Regions from separate parts of the Mus musculus genome. Here region 1 is linked to region 2. The links are chromatin contacts, called in public Hi-C maps. All regions are on one chromosome and are shown on one strand. The core of a region is the stretch at or near the end of the contact, and the rest is flanking DNA. Distances in the headings are between cores, read along the strand shown.

Region 1 (5,651 bases), core at 1,178-3,677, 74 kb before region 2:
CTGGGTCTTTTGCTTTCCATCTCCACCTTCGACATTAAATATACCACCTCTGTCCAAAGGTAATGCCTGTTCCAGTGTCCTGCACTCCGTGAGGAGATTGGGCAAGTGTCAAAGGAGTGAAGGCTAAGCTCTGATTTTTATCAGAGAGTCTGAGCTAGAACACCAATGCTCTGGGAAACACTTGCCTTCTCTGTGGAAACTTCATCTTCTGTAAAAGACCAACAACCTGTTCAAGGAGCAGTATTCCTCTGTTGTTATGAAGACCAGATAGACAGTGAGTCCACAGCAGGAAATGGTTCCAAGGTCTACCACCTTAACATTTCCAATTCTGTCTTCTAGGGATCACTAACAAAACTTCACAGTCTTACCTCCCAGAAGATGAGTCATGATGTTGCAGTTTGCATGACTCTTTATATGAAACACTCAGAGGTTCAACACAAATCCAAAAGCCAATAGAGATCACCGTTAAGGTGGTCTTCCCTTAGAGACAGAACTGAAATTCACCATGGACCTCATCTTTTAGATGCAGGTAAGATGGTCATCTTTGATAACCTAACTTCTGATGCTAAGACACTGGGATGCCAAACATCCATGAGAGGAGAGGGCACAAAGTGGAGCTCAGTCCTGCAGCTCATACCATGCATAGCTGATGTCCTGGGGTTCTGTTCTCAGTGGAAACCATTGGGAAATATCTATATTGTGCAATAGGAAAATCTCCCAAGTACTCTCAGGTCTCTGCTCCTAGAGCAGAGGCTATGAGGATACTACATCCTGAAGCAAGTGAGGTTGGAAACATGGTTGCATATGACTAGTCCTACCACTCTTGCTGCAGCTGTTGTAAGGAATGTTCCCTGTATATCTTTACTAATGCCATCCTGGTATGAGTTAGATATTCTTGCTGGAATCACAACCCAACACATCTAAATGGTCGATATATAGAAGGTTATGGTATTTATTGTGTTTTGGTAAATGTACACATGTCTGTCTGTGACAGATAGATAATATACTGTGTCCTTGTGAGAAAGGGGAAACCAGGCTGAGGAAGATCTCTCCTAAGGGTGACTGCTCTGACAACACAGAAACCCATCAAGGCTCACAGGAAACAGCCACATTTGAAGTCTTGCTTGACAGGCTCCAGACAGAGGATCTATCCTTCCTCCTGACTTTCTTTGTAAACCAGTCTTCCCCTCAGACACACCCATTTCAGTCATTCTCACAGCCATCACCTTGGCACACAGTCTGGATGTCAACCAGTCCATATACCTCTCCCTATGTGTAATATGGGAAGATAGGGGCTATTTCCAGTGTCCTAACAGCTCTACAGTGAGCCCACTTCACTACACAGCTAGGCTTATCACAGAAGGCTATGCTGTGAGCCATGCAGGCATCTTCTTCCTTTTGTATGCTTTCCTTGTAAAGTAGACCTAGAGAATGTTATCTGAGGATGTCCTTCCACCTTGTACATCTTCATGGCACTTTCATCACGTGTCCTTGGCTTTTTGAGGTAATTCACCAATTCCACCCATTGCTCACAGCAGGTAAATCCCACCCCATTCTTTTCTGATCTTATCCAGATCTTACTTCCAAACTACTCAGAGGACTTAATCCATCTTTCAATTGTCTGAGGTCCACATGATGTGCTGACCCTTGGAGAGAAAGCAGAAGTGAAAGATCCTATCCTCAGGGTGTTTTGGATAATCAGACCCACATAGAGGGAGACCATGCCTGCTAGCTGGCTTTTGTGAGCATCATAATATCCTCTAGGGACATGAAGCCATGACATTGGGTTTCCTTTAAAGTGTCAATGACCCATACTCTCAGAGCAGAGTGCTGTGTCTTTTTAAATCTTAGGGAGAGATGCTCTCTTTCTCCCACATATAGGATATGGGTTTAGTACTGCTCATGTTAGGAGATGAGCACATGCAATCAGAAGGTAGCCTATTTCTTCTGGCCCAACATGGAGCCATGGAACACCTGTCTGATTCTTTCTCCTGCCTGGAGATCCCAGGCTCTTCGAAATTAAATGTAGGGAGCCACTGGGTTACAGGCCAGTGAGGCCTCTAATGCAGAAGTGCCTCCATTTCCTGAGCACTGGGCCCAACCCCCTACCCTACTCTCTGGATTCCCAGAATGCTATGTTGTTCTTTAAGCTTTCCCAATATCTTTGGAGAACTCTATCTGGCTTGTTATTAGCACTTCCTGTGGAGGATGCCAACTGAAAGACATGAACTTTTATTATTATCCTTGCATGAACTCACTATTCTATTTGGTGTATGTGAACATTCATAAGGATCAATTTAAAACTCTACAGACAAGATGTATTCAGAAAAGTTTCAATGCTTTTGTCCTGAGCTATTATGGCCCCGCAGCCATGCTCCACCCTGACAAGTTATCTCATTTCCCCCAAGATTTCCTCTGTCTTTCTAGCATGTGCTCAGTGGCATCTGGGCCATGTTTCCTGGAGATGTTTCCTTCTTATTTCTAGCAAAGACCCTGCTACTTTGAGATGGCAGACTATCTCTTTTTTTTTCAGGTGGCTATTATGTAGACATGGGCTTGAATGATGTGCAGTTTCCATCATAAAACAACTTGTAAAAAGGAGTTGAAAAGACTACTTGCAAAGTTGTATTTATGGGCTTAATTTTCAAGGAAACTGTTAGACATGAGGGAGAGGTGAATCAAGAGAAACATAGTACATTTCAAAATCCTGTCAAATTCCTAAGGATGTGTTCATATGTGTGATGCTCAAGAGTGTGCTTAAACTTTGGCAACTCGTTTGATACTGAAGAGCCTAAATGGTACTTTTCAAAAGGATAGGCTTGGGCCTAGCCATGGAGAGTTCAAAGAATTCCATTTCAGGTTTACCCAGGGATGAAAGACAAATCTACTAATATCCTTTAGCATTCTCACAAACATGTAAAACCAGATGCTACCACTGGATGTCAGGAGTGATCCTTTTCTTGGAGCGAAATTGTCATCCTTTAGGCTTTTAACTTCCCTTTCTTTCAACTGTGCTTGCTGTCTCTTGGCCTACACCATGCTCTGTTCTTTAGAGTACCAGCCTCCCCCAACCATCCTGGACTTAAAAAGGCTGAATGATGTTGCAATGAGGGGTCTGCTAGATTATGCCCTAAATAGTGGCTGAGTGAGTTGTGGGGTTTTCCTGTGTTCAAGCAGGAACACTGAGCAGAGTGAGACAGGACAGGTACCCCTCAGTCTGAATTAAGGGACATACTTTAGTCATATTCTGCTCTACTGTGGCAGACAGCACAGGATAGGAACTACATCCTTACCTGGCTTGCTCCTCACTACACTCTCACAGCTTTTCAACGTAGACCACACTTGCTCTGGCCAAAAATGCAGTACAGTGTGTTATATGTTCCTATCTTCAGCTTGGTGGATGAGTTAGAATGGTTTTGTAGACCATTCTGTGCCTCCATTTTGAGCCCTGCCTTTGATAACACCATGTCATGTGATTCCTCCAGAGTTCATCCCAATATTTATCATCATGAATAAACCTTCCAAGCAGCTCTGAGAATCCATTTTACAGAAAATGTGACATCAGTGAATGGCAATAACATCTGGGCCCTCAGAAGCCAATCCTGGTGGAGGATGGAGCAATGTCAGTCAATCGATCAATGAGTCTCTGCTGGTCAAGATGAGCTGCTTCCAGGCAACTTTTATCAAAATGTAATAAGATGATCTTGACTCTTTGACTGTTAAGTAAGTGTTCAGAATGGTTCTTGGACACCCCATTTGCACAATGGAGGTAAGAAATCTACTGAAGTCTTTTGGGGCTTTTGGATCATGTTTGTGTACTTAGCAAGGGACTGGTGTGAGAGAACATCTCTGGACAGTGGCATATCTACAGTGTCTCACCATTTCTTCATGATGATCCCATGAGTTTGGGAAATGGAGAACACACACTGGCATTAAAATGTAACCTCTGATGTATGAATTTGGGGCTGTGCACAGCATAAGTAACATTTGGACATTTTTTCAGCTATGAAGGAAGAACCATTTCGCCATCATCCTTACCCCTGGATGTGTTTATATATGTCCATGACCTGTTGAGTCTCCAGGGGAAACTTTTCGTGGGATTGCTGCAGGATGTATGTGTGGGTCTCTTTGCTTGTCTTCTGTACATGAATGATAGAGGTGATGTTTTCTGTACCTGTGCATATGATCACTGAAGGTGTAGTTTTTTCTCTCCTCAGAGTACCCAGGATCTTCACATCATCTGTGCTCACTTACTCCATTCTTGAAACTTGTACACCTGCTACCCAATCATGATCTGACCACAAGTGACTAGACTTTTGATGCGTCCATGAGAACACCCCTGACTGGGTGTTTCCATTCTTAGCCCCATTGTAGGAAGGGAACAAAGCCAGGAGATGTCATGCTGTTTACCAGTTCAGGAAGTGCAGGAGAAGAGCACGTTATCAACATCAAAACTTCTGAGTGCTAGGACCCTGTTACTTTCTATGGTCTATCTAGAATGCCTTCAGTCAGGTAGTGTGGCACAAGTTAACTCTTTCCAAAAAAAGCCTGACTGACATAGTGCACAGAGAGGCCACAAGTCCCCTGTTTCCATCTTTTTCGGCTCTTGCATGTCTTCATGGCTAACACTTCAGAGAATTGTTGATTCTTCTGACAGGAGAGTTCCTGTGCAAAGCTCAGACTTCAGGTTCGAGGGACAGGTATAGCAATGAGGGTTTTCTTATGCATTGCTGGAGTGCTGTGATGTCTGCTAGGTACAAACACTGGTGGGAGAGAGCTGGGAACGTATCTTCTGCAAGAAAACCATTCTCTCAACTTACACAAGCTCCTTCATTTTGTTCTACAGATTCAGCCTCTTGATACTGAACAGATTATTCTAGCTGATGACCCAGGCTTAGAAGATGGACTGCAGCCGTGAAGCCTGGCCACTGTAAGGATGAAACCCATCTTGATGAAATACTTGAAAAACATCTATGCACAAGATAAAAGTACCAGGACCAACGGCTCATCAAGCATCCCAGGATACAAAGAGCCTGACAGACTCAGGTCAGGGGTCACCTCTGAATCCTAGAAGAGGAAGAAGGCCTCACTCCACAGAAGCAGCCTCTTGCTGATGCTGTTGCAAGCAGTACTATAATTGTGAAATTTGTGACTCTGTGGATACTGGGTTCAGGAGTCTTGTGCCCAGGTATCCACATTCATTCTCTCATTGCTCATTTGGTAGGACTATGCAAGTCCTGACATTGGGGGTATCGTGTGCTGATGGTGTCCCACGTGATACATAGGCTAAGAAAGATTTTTACCCATCTAAGAGGCTGGAAATAGGCTGGACTCACAGTTGACATTAAAACTGCACTTCTGTACTTTGTGCTTATTGACCCTTTTCAAACTTGTTTGGCTGAGAACAAGGCTCAGAGCTTGATATTTCCAAGATTCACCCCTATGAAATTCAGAATCCCACAGCTCTAAATAGTACAGATACCACCCTGGAATGAATCTAAGGACAAAGTATCTGACAAAGTGGGATTTATTTATAGGTCCAGGACTCAGCAACACTAAGCCTACAGAGAATCATTCAGGGATTCCAACTTTAGAAACTGGGAGATGCCATTAAAGAAAATGGCACACAGGAGGCTCGTATAGCCACATCC
Region 2 (5,358 bases), core at 2,326-4,825:
GTGGAAAGATAATGGGTGAATTTGGTTTTGTCGTGGAATACTTTGGTTTCTCCATCTATGGTAATTGAAAGTTTGGCTGGGTATAGTAGCCTGGGCTGGCATTTGTGTTCTCTTAGGGTCTGTATAACATCTGTCCAGGCTCTTCTGGCTTTCATAGTCTCTGGGAAAAAGTCTGGTGTAATTCTGATAGGCCTGCCTTTATAGATTACTTGACCCTTTTCCCTTACTGCTTTTAATATTCTCTCTTTATTTAGTGCATTTGTTGTTCTAATTATTATGTGTCAGGAGGAATTTCTTTTCTGGTCCAGTCTATTTGGAGTTCTGTAGGCTTCTTGTATGTTCATGGGCATGTCATTCTTTAGGTTTGGGAAGTTTTCTTCTATAATTTTGTTGAAGATATTTGCTGGCCCTTTAAGTTGAAAATCTTCATTTTCATCTACTCCTATTATCCGTAGGTTTGGTCTTCTCATTGTGTCCTGGATTTCCTGGATGTTTTGAGTTAGGATCTTTTTGCATTTTGCCCTTTCTTTGATTGTTGTGCCTATGTTCTCTATGGAATCTCCTGTACCTGAGATTCTCTCTTCTATCTCTTTTATTCTGTTGCTGATGCATGCATCCATGGTTCTAGATTTCTTTCCTAGGGTTTCTATCTCCAGCGTTGCCTCACTTTGGGTTTTCTTTATTGTGTCTACTTCCCCTTTTAAGTCTAGTATTGTTTTCTTCATTTCCATCACTTGTTTGCATGTGCTTTCCTGTTTTTCTTTATGGACTTCTACCTGTTTGGTTGTGTTTTCCTGTTTTTCTTTAAGGACTTGTAACTCTTTAGCAGTGTTCTCCTATATTTCTTTAAGTGAGTTATTAAAGTCCTTCTTGATGTCCTCTACCATCATCATGAGATATGCTTTTAAATCTGGGTCTAGCTTTCCGGGTGTGTTGGGGTGCCCAGGATTGGGCAAGGTGGGAGTGCTGTGTTCTGATGATGGTGAGCGGTCTTGGTTTCTGTTAGTAAGATTCTTACGTTTGTCTTTCACCATCTGGTAATCTCTGGAGTTAGTTGTTATAGTTGTCTCTGGTTAGAGATTGTTCCTCTCGTGATTGTTTGCCTCTATCAGCTGACCTGGGAGACAAGGTCTCTTCTCTGAGTTTCAGTGGTCAGAGCACTCTTTGCAGCAAGCTCTCCTCTTACAGGGAAGGTGCACAGATATCTGGCCTTTGGACCTCCCTCCTGACAGAAGATGAAGGCTGAAGCAGGACCTGTCCCAGAAGTTGTGTTGCTTCGGCCTGTCACAGAAGCTGTTAGCTTCTGTAGTCCACAATCTGACCTGAACAGACTAGTCTCAGAGGGATCCGGGAACCTAGATGGCTCCCCCAGGTGCTCCAGCAATGCCCTCTTGGGCAGGACGGACACCTCTCCTCTGGCAAGGAAGGTGCCTGGATGTCTGGAGGCCGAAATGGGGTCTGTCTCAGAAGCTGTCCTCTGGGGACCTTGGGGGTGTCCGCCGACTCTGTGCCCAGATGACCCAGCGCTGGCGCCGACCGGAAGGGACTTGTGACCCTGGTCAGGCCGGGTTTCCTGCTTCTCTAATGCTGTCTCAGGTCCCGTGAGATTGGATTGGAACAGAAGTTGTGTTCCACTCACTGGTGGTCCTAAGATCTCGTGGAGAGTCCTCTAGGGGACCTTGGGGGATGTCCGCTGACTCCATGCCCTAGGTGACCCGATGCTGGCCACAAACTTAATTCTTAATCTAGGCACTTTAGAGTTCATTTACCTGTGTTCATGATTCAATTGATTCTTTATAAATTACTTTGATTTTTTTTTATTTCTATTGAGTTGCTTTAAAAATATTTTTTAAATTAGTTAAAGCAAAAACAAAATAAAACTGCCAACCAAACTCTGAGACTGCCAGTTGACTGTCAAAAAGCAGAGGCCTTGGAAAACCGAGCATTGGAAAAAAAAAAAAAGTGAGTCTACAGAGAGTTGAGGGAACTTATTTTTTTTTTTAAGAACTAATTCTTTTGAAGGTCTATTTGTAATATTTTTTTCTCAGTAGGGGGAAATAACTTGTGCAGTTGTGGGGACTGAGAGATGAGGGCATGTGAAACATCCTTGGCCTGTTTCTGAGTTGAGAGAAACTGAGCAGAAAACTAATGATTGCAACTGACTAGGAAAACTTTTAAAAATAAAACATTCATGCAAATTTTGAAGGTATTAATATAGTAAGATTTTCTTCATTTATTCTGTAATTGGCTTTACTTTACGGACAATTTAAGGTCAGATAGCAGAGAGAGGTGGGGGGAGAGGGAGGGAAGGTGCAGGAGGGGAAAGGAGAAAGGATAAATCAGGGAGGGAGATGAGGTTGAGAAACAAAAGAGGGAGGAGTTGAAGGAGGAGGGAGAGGTGTGCTTGCATTAAAGCACACATATCATTTTGAATCTATTTCTTACTGGCTTTGCCTATACTTGTCAACCTGGGGCAGACAGAATTGCCTCCTACATAATAGCTACTGTATTATTGAATGCTTACACAGTTTATCATGGAATATGAGACATTAGCTTTTATTTGCAAAGTATATGTGAAGGAAACAAGCTATAGTTCCTTGGTTTTGTATAAAATGGCATGTATTTGTGGTAGTAATTTGTTTGAGAGTGGGATAGGTTGAGAACTGCATTATGGGACAGAGCCTACCACTGTTCATTGATTCCTGAAAAGATCCAAAATGTGATGGACAGAATTTAATACAGATAATTCTCAGATGCTTTAAGATATTTGAAAAGTAATACAAGTGTGTTTTCTTTCTTACCTTTATTATGTATGTGATGTGTGTGAGGAGGAAAGCACATGAGCACGCTTGAATGAGTACACACTTGAATGAGTGCACACTTGGATGAGTGTTTGAGATCTTGACTGGTATTTACCTGCCATCTCAGTGTGGGTAGGAGCAATGGCATTACAGTCTTGTGTTATTATCCCAGGCTTTATATGGGTTCTGGGGATTCAAACTTCGGTCCTGATGCTTGCACAGCAAGCACTTTCAACCACTTTAGCCCTCTGCTCAGCATATAAATTGGCCTTTGATCTCAAGGCTTCTAAGTCTGAGTACTTACCCAAACACTAAAGCTATAAACAGATAGGCTTCTTAAGTCCACTAGGGGGAAATCAAATCAAATAAATACTTTTTGTAGGGAACCTCGAAGACCATTCAAGACACCCCAAGAGCAAGTTTTCAGCACAGATGAGATTTGCCTCAGAGGGGACAAGAGATAGGAGAGAAGAAGGGGTAAGGGGGAGAGAGAAGGGGCAGTGGGGAAGACTGTTAGTCCTAGGAGGGGGACAAAGGACTGCCTCTGGATAGAGAAGAGACAGATGTGGCACATAGCAAAATGGCAGTTTATAAAGGTAAAGGAGAAACCCTGTGTTAGGATGAGGTGTTTAATTGAGTATGCAAATTAGATGAGCCAAAGGGGTTTTGGTTTGTTGGACTTCAATACTTTGACAGCTGGACCTTGGTAGTCAGTCTCAGGAGGGGGGAGTAGCCAAATAAGGGAACCGACCTTGGTGCCTGGATTCAGGAATGCAAGCTAATGCTTTTTAGCAAAGCAGGGCGAGTATGGAGAAAGACAAGGCCTGCCAGAGCCATGCTGACCATGCTCAGCCCACTAGCATCCCTTTATTTTTCTCCCTTATTAGTTGATTTAGCTAGTATAGTGATATTGGGCCCGTTTTTGTCAAGTACCTTTTCAGTATAATTATTTTACACCTGTTATAGCTTTACTCAAGACAGAGAATCCATATTCACATATTAATTAATATCTATCAAACCATGTTTTAGCATTAATATTAAATTCAGAGCATTAACCATCTATATCAAATTGACAAAAGGTCAAATACTTAAAATTCATAGTTATATTTGAAATCATTATGTCAGCTTGGTTTTCTTGTATAGTATAGCTTAGTATTTAACTTCACAATAAAATAGCAAAATACTTGTATAACTGAGACCTATATCTTTATATCAGAGGGGTTTTTTTGTTTTTGTTTTTGTGTTTTGTTTTGACAGCTTGGCATAGAGTCCCCAAAATTGCTACAATCTCACAAGCATCATTCCAGAAACATGATAATGGTAAATTCCAAGTTTATTTTAGGGGATAGAAACCAATCTTTTCCTGTAACCTCAACTACTAAGTGTTAGTGTGCTGTGACTGAGCCACAGCCTAGCCTTCAGCTCAGATCTCCAATCTCATTGACCACAACTCTGGCTTCCCATCAGTATCTCTCAATGAACTTGTCTGTGCCGTGCAGTCATGTCCTGAACCACAGTCTATCTCCCTGTGGTGAGCCTGGGCCTCCACTATTGCTGCTGAGCTTCCTCTTTGTCTGAATCAACAGCTTTGTCATCAGCTGCTGGGATCAGGGTTCTCCTTGCTTTTTTGACCTTAAGCTTGTGCAATCCTATAATTTTGATAGCATATCTATGCAGAATCACATAGCTAATTATTATATTTATCCTTATATATATGCAGATAATAATAAGGATTGGGAAGACCATCATTAGGCATTTTTAATAAATAATAATTTGTCAGGATTAAATGAGACCTAAGATGTTTTTGTTTTCAATGTTAAAAACAATGAAGAGTGTATACAATATGAACTTTAATGAGTATGTTACTCAAGCAACATTTAAAATATAATTTTATAGCAAGTTGAAACTTGCAAAATCTTTATTATATGTATGCTTGCCTTATAGTAACAAGCTAAATATTACATTGTGGTGGATATTATATTATTTACTAGCATTAAATACAAAAGAAATCAGTCTTCAAAAATCCTTCCAGCAAAATGACTTTGTGGGCATTTTTCATTTTCCTTATGGAAATCTTTTCCTCACATTCATCTTGCTTCTGAAACCCATTTGCAAATGTTTGCTTTTCCTCAGATATTTCCTAACTTGCCTACTTCTGTATTTTCTGTCTTCAAATTTGATTTGTTATTTGTGTGCTTTTAAAATACTTTTAGGATCCATCCATGTACCTAAGAATTTAATAAATTGATTGTTTTTAATAGCTGAGAAATACTCCATTGGGTAAATGTACCACATTTTCTATATCCATTCCTCTGTTGAGGGGCATCTGGGTTCTTTCCAGCTTCTGGCTATTATAAATAAGGCTGCTATGAATATAGTGGAGCATGTGTCCTTCTTACCAGTTGGAACATCTTCTGGGTATATGCCCAGGAGTGGTATTGCTGGGTCCTCGGGTAGTACTATGTCCAGTTTTCTGAGGAACCACCAGACGGATTTCCAGAGTGGTTGTACAAGCTTGCAATCCCACCAACAATGGAGGAGTGTTATTCCTTCTCTA

The links. Hi-C and Micro-C count contacts between places; a contact is called where the count stands out from the background.
Region 1: a contact with region 2 is called in a Hi-C map of megakaryocyte progenitors, with 2.5 times the contacts expected there. The contact joins two enhancer-like sites. A contact is called at or near these places in 5 of 39 promoter capture datasets (the 3T3-L1 cell line, 3T3-L1-derived adipocytes, embryonic stem cells and 1 more), 30 of 484 Hi-C or Micro-C datasets (the AML12 cell line, the BV-2 cell line, the C2C12 cell line and 18 more) and 1 of 115 datasets of contacts at active chromatin or transcription factors (bone marrow-derived dendritic cells).

The regions. Positions count from the first base shown.
Region 1 is chr1:46,019,782-46,025,432 of GRCm38.p6, reverse strand. It overlaps the pseudogene Stk-ps2. Among named protein-coding and RNA genes, the nearest start is that of Dnah7b, 44 kb to the left of the region's middle. Within about 2 kb of position 2,427, at least 6 of the 459 cell types and tissues checked have an H3K27ac peak or open chromatin away from gene starts, as enhancers often do. A contact at or near this core is called in megakaryocyte progenitors, where this site is marked.
Region 2 is chr1:45,946,973-45,952,330 of GRCm38.p6, reverse strand. No RefSeq gene overlaps it. Among named protein-coding and RNA genes, the nearest start is that of Slc40a1, 24 kb to the right of the region's middle. Within about 2 kb of position 3,575, at least 12 of the 459 cell types and tissues checked have an H3K27ac peak or open chromatin away from gene starts, as enhancers often do. A contact at or near this core is called in megakaryocyte progenitors, where this site is marked.